2 separate regions of the Mus musculus genome follow, and region 2 is linked to region 1. A link is a contact called in public HiChIP or PLAC-seq data. All regions are on one chromosome and are shown on one strand. Each heading gives the region's core, a stretch centred on a gene start, on an enhancer-like site or on the middle of the called end of the contact. The rest is flanking DNA. Distances are from core to core; before and after follow the strand shown.

Region 1 (6,419 bases), core at 1,951-4,450:
ACATTAATACAAAAGTAGGAAGAATAATCAAAATCAAAACTGGAAACTAATATTTCTATATTTCTATAGCTAACATCATATGCTAGAGACTCCCCTAAGTTTCAGGAACTTTGCAAGGATGTCCACTCTCAGAATTCTTATTTAACACAGTAAGGGAAGTCCCAATTAGAGGAAGCAAGAAAGGAGACATTGGGAAAAGATCTTTCCAATCTTACATCGAGAGAGGGCTAATATGCAATATATACAAAGAACTCAAGAAGTTAGACTCTAGAGAACCAAATAACCCTATTTAAAATGGGGTACAGAGCTAAACAAAGACTTCTCAACTGAGGAATATTGAATGGCCGAGAAACACCTAAAGAAATGTTCAGGGGTCTGGAGAGATGGGATCCAATGCCCTCTTCTGGTGTGTCTGAAGACAGCTACAGTGTACTCTTATACATAAGATAAATAAATAATTTTTAATAATTTTTTTAAAAAGGCTTATTTTGCTGGGCAGTGGTGGTTCATGACTTTAATCCCAGCACTTGGAAGGCAGATAGCGGTGGACTTCAGAGTCCGAGGCCAGCCTGGTCTACAGAGTTAGTTTCAGGACAGCCAAGACTACACAGAAAAACTGTCTCAAAAAAACAAAAAAGAAAAAAAAATTTTTTAAGCACCCTTAGTCATCAGGGAAATGCAAATCAAAACCCTGAGATTCCACCTTACATCACTCAGAACAGCTAAGATCAAAAACTAAGGCAACAGCAGATGCTGGCAAGGATGTGGAGAAAGAGGAACACTCCTTCACTGGTGGTGGAATTGTGAGCTGGTACAACAACTCTGGAAATCGGTTTGGCAGTTCCTCAGAAAACTGGACATAGTACTACCTGAGAACCCAGCTATACCACTCATGAGCATATACCCAGAAGATGCTCCAACATATAACAAGGAAACATGGGCTGGTGAGATGGCTCCGTGGGTAAGAGCACCTGACTGCTCTTCCCAAGGTCCGAAGTTCAAATCCCAGCAACCACGTGGTGGCTCACAACCATCTGTAACAAGATCTGACTCCCTCTTCTGGAATGTCTGAAGACAGCTACAGTGTACTTACATAAAATAAATAAATAAATCTTTTAAAAAAAAAAAACAAGGAAACATGCTCCACTATTTTCATAGCAGCCTTATTTATAATAGCCAAAAGCTAGAAACAACCCAGATATTTTTCAGCAAAGGAACGGATACAGAAAATGTGGTACACAGTGTAAATTACTCAGCAATTTAAAAACAATGACTTCATGAAATTCGAAGGCAAATAAATGGATGGAGCTAGAAAATATCATCCCGAGTGAGGTAACCCAGTCACAAAAGAACACACATGATATGTACTCACTGTGGAGAGCTTTTGGAGGCCACTTCTAGAAACTTGGAGGGAAATTGACCTCTGGCCAGGACAAGGAAGAGAGCTTAAGGAGGGAATCTGACTTTGAGCTAGGACTCAAGAAAAAGGCTCGGACTAAGAACATTTACATTTGAATTAATGCAAATCTCAGAGCCGACTCAGCCAAGGCACATGTGGCATTCCTTTTGTTTACAGGATTTTGTTTACTGCCTTGCTTTTTTCTTGACCTAGAACTGATCTTATTATTTTGTGTGTACAAAAATGGTATAAAAGCAGACTGGAAAAATAATAAACCCGCTTCAGCCTCAGAACTGGCTGGGGTCATGCTACAGTGTTGTCTAATTGTCCTTTTTCTTTTTAATCCTTTGCCCCTGCCTGGGAGAACCTGTTGACCAACTGAGCTGGCTCAGTCACTCACTGATAAGTGGATATTAGGGAAAAAGCTCAGAAAACCCATGATACAACTCACAGACCATATATGAAGCTCAAGAAGAAGGATACCTGTAGTTTGGATGCTTCAGTCCTTCTTAGAAGGAGGAATAAAATACTCCCGGGAGGTAGAGGGTGGGAGGGACTTGGGAGGAAAGGAGGAGGGGGAGGGGAAAGGGAGAGCAGAATCAGGTATGGCAGCAGTCGGGGGCGATATACTGAGGGTCAGGAAATAGAACAGAGGTGCATAGCAATAGAGGGCGGGGAACAGGGAGTAACCACCAGAAAGTTCCAAAATTCCAGGAAAGCAAAATGTTCCCAGAACCCAACGGGGGATGACCTTAGCTGAAATACCCAACAAAAGGGAGGGTGAGCCTGTAGATACCATAAGCATCTACCCACTCATTTCCAAAATTTTAACCCAGAATTGCTCAACCTCTGCACATGCATACATGGGCAAGTGCACACATACATGCATGCGCGCGCGCGCGCGCACACACACACACACACACACACTTAGGTTTATTTCTCAACACTGAAAGAAGAAATGAAGACAAGTGAATGGGGGGGGGGTTCATAGTGTAGTTCACACGGGCACCAAGGCCAGACTTCTGAGTCTCCAAGATGTTCCCACTGGGAGTCCGGTAAAGACGGCACAGACTCAGTATTTGTAGTCAGGAGAACTGACAATTGTTTTTTAAAGGTTAGGGAAACTGAAGGCCAAATTAAGAGGGATTTTTAAAATCTGTTGTTGTGTGAATGGTGCTTGTGAGTGTGATCGTGTGCTCTGAGTGTGTGGAAGTCTGAGGACAACTTTCAAGAGTTGATCTTCTCCTTCCCGGTCCCGGGCTCCCTGCATTGAACTCAAGTGGTCGGGCTTTCCTGGTAAGCTTTTGCCCGCTGAACCATCTCTCCACCTTGACATAAAAATGTTAAAACTAAGGTATCTCCCAAGATGTTAAAGACTTCTTCCTGAGGGTTAGTCGCTGGCAAGGGTCATTGTAGTGCGCTGAGATTGGTTGGGTGGAGCAAGAAATGCACACTCCAAGGGGGAAGCAGCTGCAGCAACAGAGAGAAGTAGACCGCAGCACTAGAGCCTGCTGGAGAAAAGTTAACAATGCCTGAGAAAGAAAGGGAGCCTCACAGCTCAAGGAACGGAGTGATGTCCTTGCGGGAGCACAGGCCCAGCACAAAGCCAGCAGCAGACAGGCAGGCTGGGGTAGATCTGAGGGTGCCACATGGGAAGTAGGGAACACATCTGTGTGGGTGGGTGGGTGGAATGAAGGGGGAATTTATTCTGGATTTAAGGCAGAGACTGCACTTCTAGTGGGGGTGGGGGATGGAAGCTCTACCTTGTGGGCGTGGCCCGTTTGAGAGCGAATGTCCCTTTGCTGAGGGAGCACGGCTTCCCCTCCCACCCAGAAGGGAGAGCGGCACTGCCTGTTCCCACACACCCTCCCTTAGCAGGCTCGAGCACATTAATCATAGTCTTCCTCGCCGTGTACATTAGCACAGCTTTCCCACGTCCGGAAAAATGTTCCATATTTATGCCCTCATTTAAGCCTCACTGTTCACTTGGGCGTTCATCGGGGAAGGTAGAGTTTTAAAGCTTAAAAAAAAGAAAGAAAGAAAAGAAACGCGGAGGTGTCGTGAAGCTTGTGGCTAAACGGTTGATTTCGAGTTGTGAGGGTATAATAATCAACCCTGAACTAGCATTTGTACTCTGTGCTTTCCTATCCAGCCATGTTGGCGCCCAGGTCACAGGATCTTTTGCAATATGAAAGTGCAGGGGAGAGATCTTCGGAGAGAAACGCTAACAGCCAAATCCAGCCTCACGGAAGCAGCCTTGCTTCCCAAGGAGCTGGGCTGAAGGCAGAGCACCAGCTCTTTCTTTGGTGGTCTGTTGTGTGTCTTAAGAAATGCAAGAAAATATCAAATTTCACCCCAGCTGGTTTGACACTTTCAGGTAATTCCTGTCCTAACCATACATGGATCCTGGATTAATGAGAGTATATTTTTATCTCTCAACCTTTGAGCTGAAGCTAAGAGAGCTGCTGTTCTTTGCCTGCTGGATGAGGTTGCCATGGAAACTCTTTCAGGAGAAAAAGCACCTCCCCCTTATAATGTGACAACAAGCAGGAACTAAAACGGACCATCCACTCTAAGATGAGAATGGGGGTGTGGTACACAGACCAAACAAAGCATTACCCCTCCCTCCCCTCCTTCAAGATTCCCTGTAACCCACAATTATGAAGTGTTCCCCCAAACAGATTCATGTCCAAATACACAACAGTAATGCTCTTTTGACTCCCAAAATCCTGATCTTTACTGATACTTTCTTGGGCATGGCCTGGAAGGCCAGGTATAGCTAAGGGCACCAGTTGCGTGTATTGTGTCTGAGCTGGCTTCATGTGACCAACATGTGCATTTCTTGTCCAATGACAGCACACTGCAGGCTTAAAAGGAACCCAGCTGTCGGGCGTGGTGGCGCACACCTTTAATCCCAGCACTCGGGAGGCAGAGGCAGGCGGATTTCTGAGTTCGAGGCCAGCCTGGTCTACAGAGTGAGTTCCAGGACAGCCAGGGCTATACAGGGAAACCCTGTCTCGAAAAAAAAAAAAAGGAACCCAGCTAAGAACATTTCACACACAGATACATAAAGTCAGACAGGCAGAGAAACACATAAATAAATAAATAAATAAATAAATAAATAAATAAATAAATAAATCCTGCAGATTAAAGCTTTGTGGGGGGGGGGGGGCAGCTCACTTTTGAGATACTTTTTTCTCTTCAGGATTCAGTATCTGATTTGGAATATATTGTCTTTTCAATATTCCTGGGCTGAATGCATCTTTGAATACAAAGAGAGATGATAACTCAGATTTACAACTGAGACTAGAACACAGGTCTCTTATAACTTACACAATCCCTGCAATGTTTGCATCATTAGGACTGTGAAGGATTTAAAGCATACATGCTACCCTCACTAGGGTGTATCCCTAGTAACGAAGATGATCGTTTTTAATCATTTACTTGTGCTTTTCAAGGGTAGGAATGAGGTCAAGTCTTGCCATGTAGCCCAGGCTGTCCTCAGACTTGCAATTCTCCTCCCTCTGCCTTCTGAGTGTTGGCCATAGGTGGGCACCATCGCGCCCGAATGAGGGCAGATTGTCATACACACTGCTTTGCCATTAGAGCCAAGAAGAGTGCCTGGCATACTGCACATGCTCCATAGGTGTCTGATGATTGATTTATTAACTCAATGAATGTTTGAAACGGATGGATCAAAGAATCATGTGTAAAACAGTGACAAGCTGTCAGAAGACATCAGCCCAGGAAATGGTAGTCACTAGCCCAAGAATACAAACAGTATCAATGAGAGGGAAAAGCTAGAAATTCAGCTCTAGATCTTATGCTGAGCTGCAATGTCACCTACTTCCGAATTCCCAGTACCATGGAAAATGCTGCACTTGATTTGTGGTCATAGCCTTTCCACTTATCGCTGAGGATCATTTTCTGTCATCTTATTATATAAGGTGCTTTTACCCTGGGGGAATTCCATTTTTCTGTGAATGTTTTTGTCATCTCTAACCACATCTGATGTTTTTGCGATCAAGTATAGCTACAAAGGAGGACTTAGGATCTTTACATAGGGTCAGTACCCTCTTGGTTTCCTTCCTCCCTTCCATCTTTTTTCTCGTTTTCCTCCATTCTCCCTCCCATCCTCCCCCCTCCCCCTTTCTCTCTCTTCAGTCCACAGCTGTCTTCTCTATACCTGGATAAGACCCTTCCCATAAACCCTGAATAACTTGCCTACAAAAGCTTACTGCATAGTTACAAGTCTCAGGAAGAGCCTGGATGTTTGAGGAAGAATACAGTATTCAAGGATGGAAGACAACACTAGTTTTTGTTGTTTGGCTTTTGTTTTTGTTGGTTTCACTGGTAGATTTTAGATCACCCTTGTAGATATCGGTATTCTGCAGAGTATGTGCTGTTTGGTTTTATGTCAACTTGACACAAGCTAAAGTCATTTGAGAAGAGAAAAACCTCAATTGAGAAAAACATACCCACCAGATTGGCCTGTGAGGCATTTTCTTGATTGTGGACTGATTTAGGAAAAACTTATATACAGTTTTCAGATATAGGAATGAAACAGAGTAAGCAAATAGCTATCATGCAATCATGAAGTCCCAGAGACCTAATCAAGCAAGGTTGCACTAAGGCAGCACAGGATAGCTCAAGTGCAGCTCAGACCAAGAGCTCAGTGACCTTGGGACTGATAACCACAGCCCTTCAAGCTGGGAAGTAGGGTTGAGTTCTCAGGATCTGGAGAACAGAAGCTTCCCCAAGACCCTGGCCCCAAGCCTTTCTAAACATGTGCCTGGTTTAGGCAAGGAACTAAGTTCTTTCTCCATACCTCAAAAAGAAAGTCCCTGATCAGCCTGGGCCTCACCTATCCTGATTTCTATGAAGAGCTACAGGCAATTAATGGATGCTAAAAAAGGAGAATCAGCCTCCTCCAGGAACAAGCCTCCTGATAGGTTATCCAACCTCAAATGGCTAACCCTAAAACACACACGGACACACACAACACACAGACACACACACA
Region 2 (6,419 bases), core at 1,010-3,509, 370 kb after region 1:
TAGTGGAAAAGCGGGAACAAGAGATGTACAGGAAACTACCAGAACTTGAAGTTATCAGGCTAGCGGGATGTCTCAGCAGAAAGACCCTAACCACCAGGCCCAGTGACCTGAGCTCAGTTCTCATGCCCCACGCAGTGGGAGGCAAAAACCCACTCCTGTAATCCATCCTCTGGCCTCTACGTGTATCCTGTGACACACACACATGCGCTCACACACAAGCTTGCACATACACATTGTCACAAATAAATGTATTGAAAGTTTTTAAACCACTTGCCTGCTTTCAAAGGGCAAAACGCTTCCAAATATGTAATGAGTGGTCTTGCCTGGTTGCTCACATAAAAATACAGAAGCAAAAGGGAAACGGGGCCTGAGCCTTAAGAGGCTGGGTGTGCAGAGGGCAGAGCCATAGCTTCCTGAGAACTACAGTGTGCGCATGCACAGCAGGTGCATCTTGCAGCAGAGGCACCTGGCAGCTGGTGCAGGGAGTGTGGGAGATACCCAAATGACCTGCTGCTGCTACTTAAAGAACTGCTGTTGCATCAACAGGGACAGAAATAGCAGGCAACAAGAATGCGAAGATTCTTAACTCCCTCCTCTTGGCTTCCCGTCCTCCTTTGGTGTCCCTGTAACAAAGGAGAAATGAGACCCAGGTTCAGTATCACAAGGCACATCGTAGAATGGTTTATGTGGCAAAGAAAGACAGCAGCTGTTTAGCTAGGGTTTTTCTTTCATTCACAGAGCCTCATAAAAGTAGCTTACCATGATCAGGAAATCCAGACACACACACTCCAGGCGTTAAGCGTAAAGTTTGATTGACGTGCCTTTCTATAGGTCCCCAGATTATAAGAATCAGTATCTGTAAAGATACTGATACGACTTTTATAAATATCAGGAGAGGAGTGTGTATAACATTACTCTTGTTTTATAGCAAGAGTAACTACTCTCAGCTTATATAAACCCAAATTGACTCATATTTCCTGTGTATTAAGAAGTCTTATATCACCAGATGCTGAACTAAAATGAAAACACATGTGATTAGTTAGAGCCACCTAGGAGACAAACCTCTGTGAGTGTCTATCAGGGAGTGTCAAGATGGGTTAATTGATGTAGAAAGTCTAACTAACTGTAGGCAGCACCACTCCACAGGCCAGGACCCCAGGCAGGGAGTGTCAAGATGGGTTAATTGGTGTAGAAAGCCCACCGTCAGTGTGAGCGGCACCACTCCACAGGCCAGGACGCCAGGCTGCAGATAAAGGAAAAGAGTGAGCCGAGCTGCTGCAGCCTTCAGCATGCTGTTTCCAAGCTTCAGATGCAACAGGCCTCGAACCCCTATCACCAGGACTCCCCCACCATGATGGGTTATACCCTCCCTGCTTTAAATTTCTTTGTTGGTATTTTATCATCACAGTGAGCGAGGAAACATACTACTCTGGCCGGCATATATGTGGAGCTTTATACAGTTAATATTGCTGTTATTGGACTGGGGAGATGGCCCAGTAGGTAAGAGCACTTGCTCTGCAAACATGAGGACCTGAATTCAAATCCCCAGCACCCTGGGCAAGGCAACACATGCTTGTAAACTTAGCATTAAGGGGCAAAGATAGAAAGATTGTAAGAGCTGGCCGGCCAGCCAGACTAAGCAAAATAGTGAGCTTCAGGTTCAGGGACAGACCCTGATTCAACTCAATAAGGCCAAGAGTTATAGAAGAAGACCCCTTATGTCCGGCTCTGGCCCCAAATGCACAGGCTTGAGCATGCATACCCAGACACCATGTGCACGCACCATTCATACATACTACAGACATATACAAATACATGTTATCGGCATTTTTTCTAGTTTCCTGACTTGAACATGAACATCACTGTTGGGAGGTGCTTTGGTTTGGATACACTCTGAGCACGTCTTTCAGTAATATTCAAAAACGGTAGTCTTTCAGGGTCTGGTGATTTCTATGGCCATTCCCTTCCAAAAATCAGTCTCCTTTATCAACCAAGCCCAGTAATGCCAAGATACACCAGAGCCTTGACAGTCGGTGTCACCCTTTTCACTCCTAATTGCGGTGACCAATCATTTTTCCAACTGTACACGTAACAGATCCAGGGTTAAAACCAGGGCAAACCCCACTTCAGATCCTGCTCTGGCTCCCTTGTCCCTCTGTTACGACAACCCCATTTGGTGTGTATTGTAGCAGGAGGAGTCTGTCTCCTTGCTCACACATTCTAGTCTTTCTCTGAGTGAGGAAGTATAGCTAACCAACTGCGTGTTCTCTGCACTTAGTCAGTCACGGCACACTGCAGATGTTCCCCCATCGTTCAGGAGCAGTGCTGAGGAATTATTTCTGAGCAGCCTCTGCCAGGCATGTGGCTGAGAGACACCTGGAGAGAGAAAATAAAATCCATTGACAGAGTGAGTGTTCTGGGGAACGACTGGACTTTCTCATTTTCCTTCTGGGCTGTGGTGTCAACTGAGGACGCTGTCGTGGGAAGATGTGGAAGAAGGGTACGGATGGGTTCCTCAGGAATCAGGGGTCGGAAAGGAGCAGGAGAGCCAGCATTCTTGAGCTATACTAAAATGATCGAAGGTTCCAAACTCACCATCTCAGGTACTTAAATTTTTGCATCAATTTGAAGTAAACGACTGCGCCATACACCTTCTATCACACAAGTAGCTCCAGTGCCTTTGTTTTAAAAAACAAAAAACAAAACAGAACAGAAACACCAGTTTGGGTAGCTAAGAAAGGCGGAGCCCCAGAGCCCAACCCTTAGAAATATGAAGAACCTGCTGGAGCCCACCATGGCCACTAGGTGGCACTAGTACAGAGCTAATTCAGAGGCCAGGTCTCTGCAACCATCCTCCTAAAACCCTCTCCTTTATCAACTTAGGTCAGTAATACGGAGATACACTGGAAACCGGAGCTTGAATCCGGCTGCTCTTATAATCCCATAGCGAGCCTTTTATGTGATTGCTGCATTTATCATTAATAGCGCATTTGCTCTGCATCAGGAGCCTGAATTAGCAGAGGTTTAATAACGGGAAGCAGCCTAATGTTTACACTAAGCTAAGCAAGGTCACCCGGGTATTCAGAGAAATGACCCGAACAGTCTCCCAGCAGGATTAATGTAAATGAAGCATTTCTTTGATTAGCTTTGTTCAGCTGCCCTCCCCTCCCCCGCTTTTAAAATGACCGGTTTCAGAGGATCACAGTTTAATTACATAATCATATAAAATAATATTTAATAAAGCACAGAGCAAACAAGCATAATGAGCAACATTTTCTGGCTATTACCAGCAACTGGAGGCAGCCAGATACAGGCTTAATTCTTTAATCTTGCAGATCCGCTGTTAGGGAAGGATCTGAAACACAATCCACGGGATGGTGAGGGTTAAATGGTGTGTGGACCACAGTGCATAGAACGTGTGCAACAAAAGAAAGCCCCTTTCCTCCTCACCAGTGACAGGGCTTCGCATCAATAATTAAAATGGATGTCTGCACGGCTCCTGTACAAACTACGGCCGGAGAACTTTATTCCTTTGAAATCACTTCACATCCACCCGTCCTTTTCACCTTGCAAGCCTCAGAACATAGCTACTGCTACCGAGGAGATGGGATGGGGAGGGGAATATTTAAAACACATTTTAAGGATAAATGCAGACGTCTACATCTTGAGCTGGCTTGGCCCACGTGGCTCACTTTCCTCAAGATTTGCACATTCAGTTGCCAGCGTTCTTCCTGCTGTGGCTTCATTACCTCCACCCCGGGGGCGGGAGGCTGGGGGCAGGAGGCTGGGGGCGGGAGGGGGGGTGATGGGTGTACAGACGGACGGGGACAGAGGACCGGACTGGAATGTGGGTTGTGTCTGGTTTCAAGTGGGCAGAAACGGAAGGGCGGGATGTGGTTTTGAAATTCAGGAAACCTCTCTCTAGCTCTCCAGGAGGTCAGGATAAATCTTGAGTAATTCATAGTCAGAAATTCAGGTGAGGGAAGGCTTGCCTAGGATGGAGTTTGGCATAAAGGAAAGCAGTTGGCCCGGAATCCGCAGACACAGAAGCTGCATGGCTCCGCTATTGTCGTAAAAGGATGTGTCTGGGTTTTGTTCCAGGTTTCTGGGAGGAAGCTTGTAAAACCCTTGATTTCCCAAGTTCTAGGAGCCCCTGAGTTTGTAGTAATGAGCCGGCTCTGGGTAGTGGCTAGTTCTCACGTAAGCCTACTATGACCAAGAGACCGAGCACAGAGAGGGTGGGGAGCCAGAGACTGAGTGTACCAATTATGCCGGCATATCAAACGCTCCGTAAAAAGCCTGGATGCTGCAGCTTGTTGAGCTTATGGGTTAGTAAACCCAACCATGCAAAGACTAATGGACCATGAGAAAGGACCATACGGGATGCTTTCAGAATCCGCATCATGTCCTTTGCTTGGTCCCAATTTGTATCCTTTAGAAAAAAAAAACCTGGGGCTGGAGAGATGGCTCAGTGGTTAAGAGCACTGACTGTTCTTCCAAAGGTCCTGAGTTCAAATCCCAGCAACTACATGGTGGCTCAAAACCATTCATAATGGGATCTGATGCCCTCTTCTGGAGTGTCTGAAGACAGCTACAGTGTATTTATGTATAATAAATAAATCTTAAAGAAAAAAAAATCCTAAGTACAAAACTTCCTTGAGTTCTGAGAGTTATTCTGACAACTGTATCAAAACTGAAGGGAATTCTGGGAACTGGCTTCACTCTGATTTGACGTCAGTTTGTCAAAAAGAATGTGAGTGAACTACACATCCAGTCTACATCCACTACACTACATAGAGTAACTTCCTGGGGACAGAATCATTAAATTATGAGCTATGTCCTAACTCCAGGTAATTAGCGACAGAATGGATTCCTACTTGAATAGGTATTTACAAATGCTTAGCCTCCGGCAAGTCACTTGCCCACTGAGATTTATCCCTGCACCTTTAACATGAAGCTGGCCGTCATGATTGCTACAGACACGACAAAGAGACAGTGCGAGCAAAGGTGTCAGGGTGCTGTGAAGAGTTCTTCCAACGATGAGAAGAGAAAAGCCACCAACCCAAATCAACATTGCCAAACTAATTAAAGCAAGCAGTTCATTAAAGTATGCTTTTTATTCCTGTACATAGGCTGCCTTCCCCTAAAGTGGGTTCGAGAGATCAGCGCTGAAGTGAAGATAGGTAGGGCTTTTATAGCTATAGGGTAGGACATTTCCAAATGGGGAAGGAAACATGGAAGGGTTACAGGAGCAGAATATAACCGGTGGTCAAAACAAAGTAATCACAATTGGTGGTCATAACAAGGTAGTCGCAGGCAGTCAGAATGTAAGATTTGTGGTAGCTCAAAATGACCACGGTTGTAAAGAGTTAAGTAAGTGTGTTCTTTTCCCAGAATTTGCCTCACTGCAAGGTGTGCCTAGAGATAGTCCTCTGAGTGTATAGAAAAGCCCACACAATGTCTCCAAGCTTATTCACCAAGAGATAGTCCTCTGATTGTAATCACAAACAGGCTTGAACCTCGTTTGTATTTACGATAAGGTGGCTTTTAAGGCCAGAGGTAGGCTGGTTCTTCAAGGTCCCCAGAACCTCAGTCTCCCTATCACCAATGTGGTCTTTTGTTCCTATGCCTCATAGAATTTTAATTAGGACTAGCTGAGGCCATTAATGTGAAACGTTAGAAGAGATCCACCAGAGCTAGAAAGATGGCTCAACAGTTAAGAGCACTTGTTGCTCTTTCAGAGGACCTAAGTTCAATTCCCAACACCCACACGGTGGCTAACAGCCATCTATAACTTCAGTTGCAAGGGATCTAATGCCTTCTTCTGACCTCCACAGACCAGGTGTGCATAAGATATACAAACATTCATAAAATAAGAGTAAAATCATTTTTTAAGTGAAAAGAGAAAAGAAAATACAATATACCATTTCTAATAGTTTACCTTTTATTCTTTTTTCTGTTTTTGTTTCGTTTTTGTTTTTTGTTTTGTTTTGTTTTGTTTTTGAGACAGGGTTTCTCTGTATAGCCCTGGCTGTCCTGGAACTCACTTTGTAGACCAGGCTGGCCTCGAACTCAGAAATCTGCCTGCCTCTGCCTCCCAAGTGCTAGAATTAAAGGCGTGTGCCACGGCGCCCGGCTTATTCTAATTTTTAAATGCATCTACACACACATACACACACACACACAAGTTGGTCATTAGTTTTTATTAAGCACAGAGAGAATTTAATATAGTTAGACCTGGAGCTGAAGAAATAGCTCAATGGTTAAGAACACTTGCTGCTCTTCCAGAGGACCCACATTCAAATCCCAGCACCCATGTGGCAGCTCACAACCATATGCAACTCCAGTCCAGAGGATCCCATGCCTTCTTCTGATCTCCTCAGGCATCAGGCAGGAGCATGATACACATACGCACGTAC

What was found. HiChIP or PLAC-seq counts read pairs in DNA pulled down with a chosen protein or histone mark.
Region 2: an H3K4me3 HiChIP or PLAC-seq map of bone marrow-derived macrophages shows a contact between it and region 1, with 4 times the contacts expected there. The contact joins two enhancer-like sites. A contact is called at or near these places in 6 of 484 Hi-C or Micro-C datasets (cerebellar granule neurons, cerebral cortex, cortical neurons and 2 more) and 5 of 115 datasets of contacts at active chromatin or transcription factors (bone marrow-derived dendritic cells, bone marrow-derived macrophages and embryonic stem cells).

What each region holds. Positions count from the first base shown.
Region 1 is chr9:40,238,456-40,244,874 of GRCm38.p6, forward strand. No RefSeq gene overlaps it. Among named protein-coding and RNA genes, the nearest start is that of Scn3b, 28 kb to the right of the region's middle. Within about 2 kb of position 3,201, at least 115 of the 459 cell types and tissues checked have an H3K27ac peak or open chromatin away from gene starts, as enhancers often do. A contact at or near this core is called in bone marrow-derived macrophages, cortical neurons and embryonic stem cells, where this site is marked.
Region 2 is chr9:40,613,767-40,620,185 of GRCm38.p6, forward strand. No RefSeq gene overlaps it. Among named protein-coding and RNA genes, the nearest start is that of Gm39319, 50 kb to the right of the region's middle. Within about 2 kb of position 2,260, at least 63 of the 459 cell types and tissues checked have an H3K27ac peak or open chromatin away from gene starts, as enhancers often do. A contact at or near this core is called in bone marrow-derived macrophages, cortical neurons and embryonic stem cells, where this site is marked.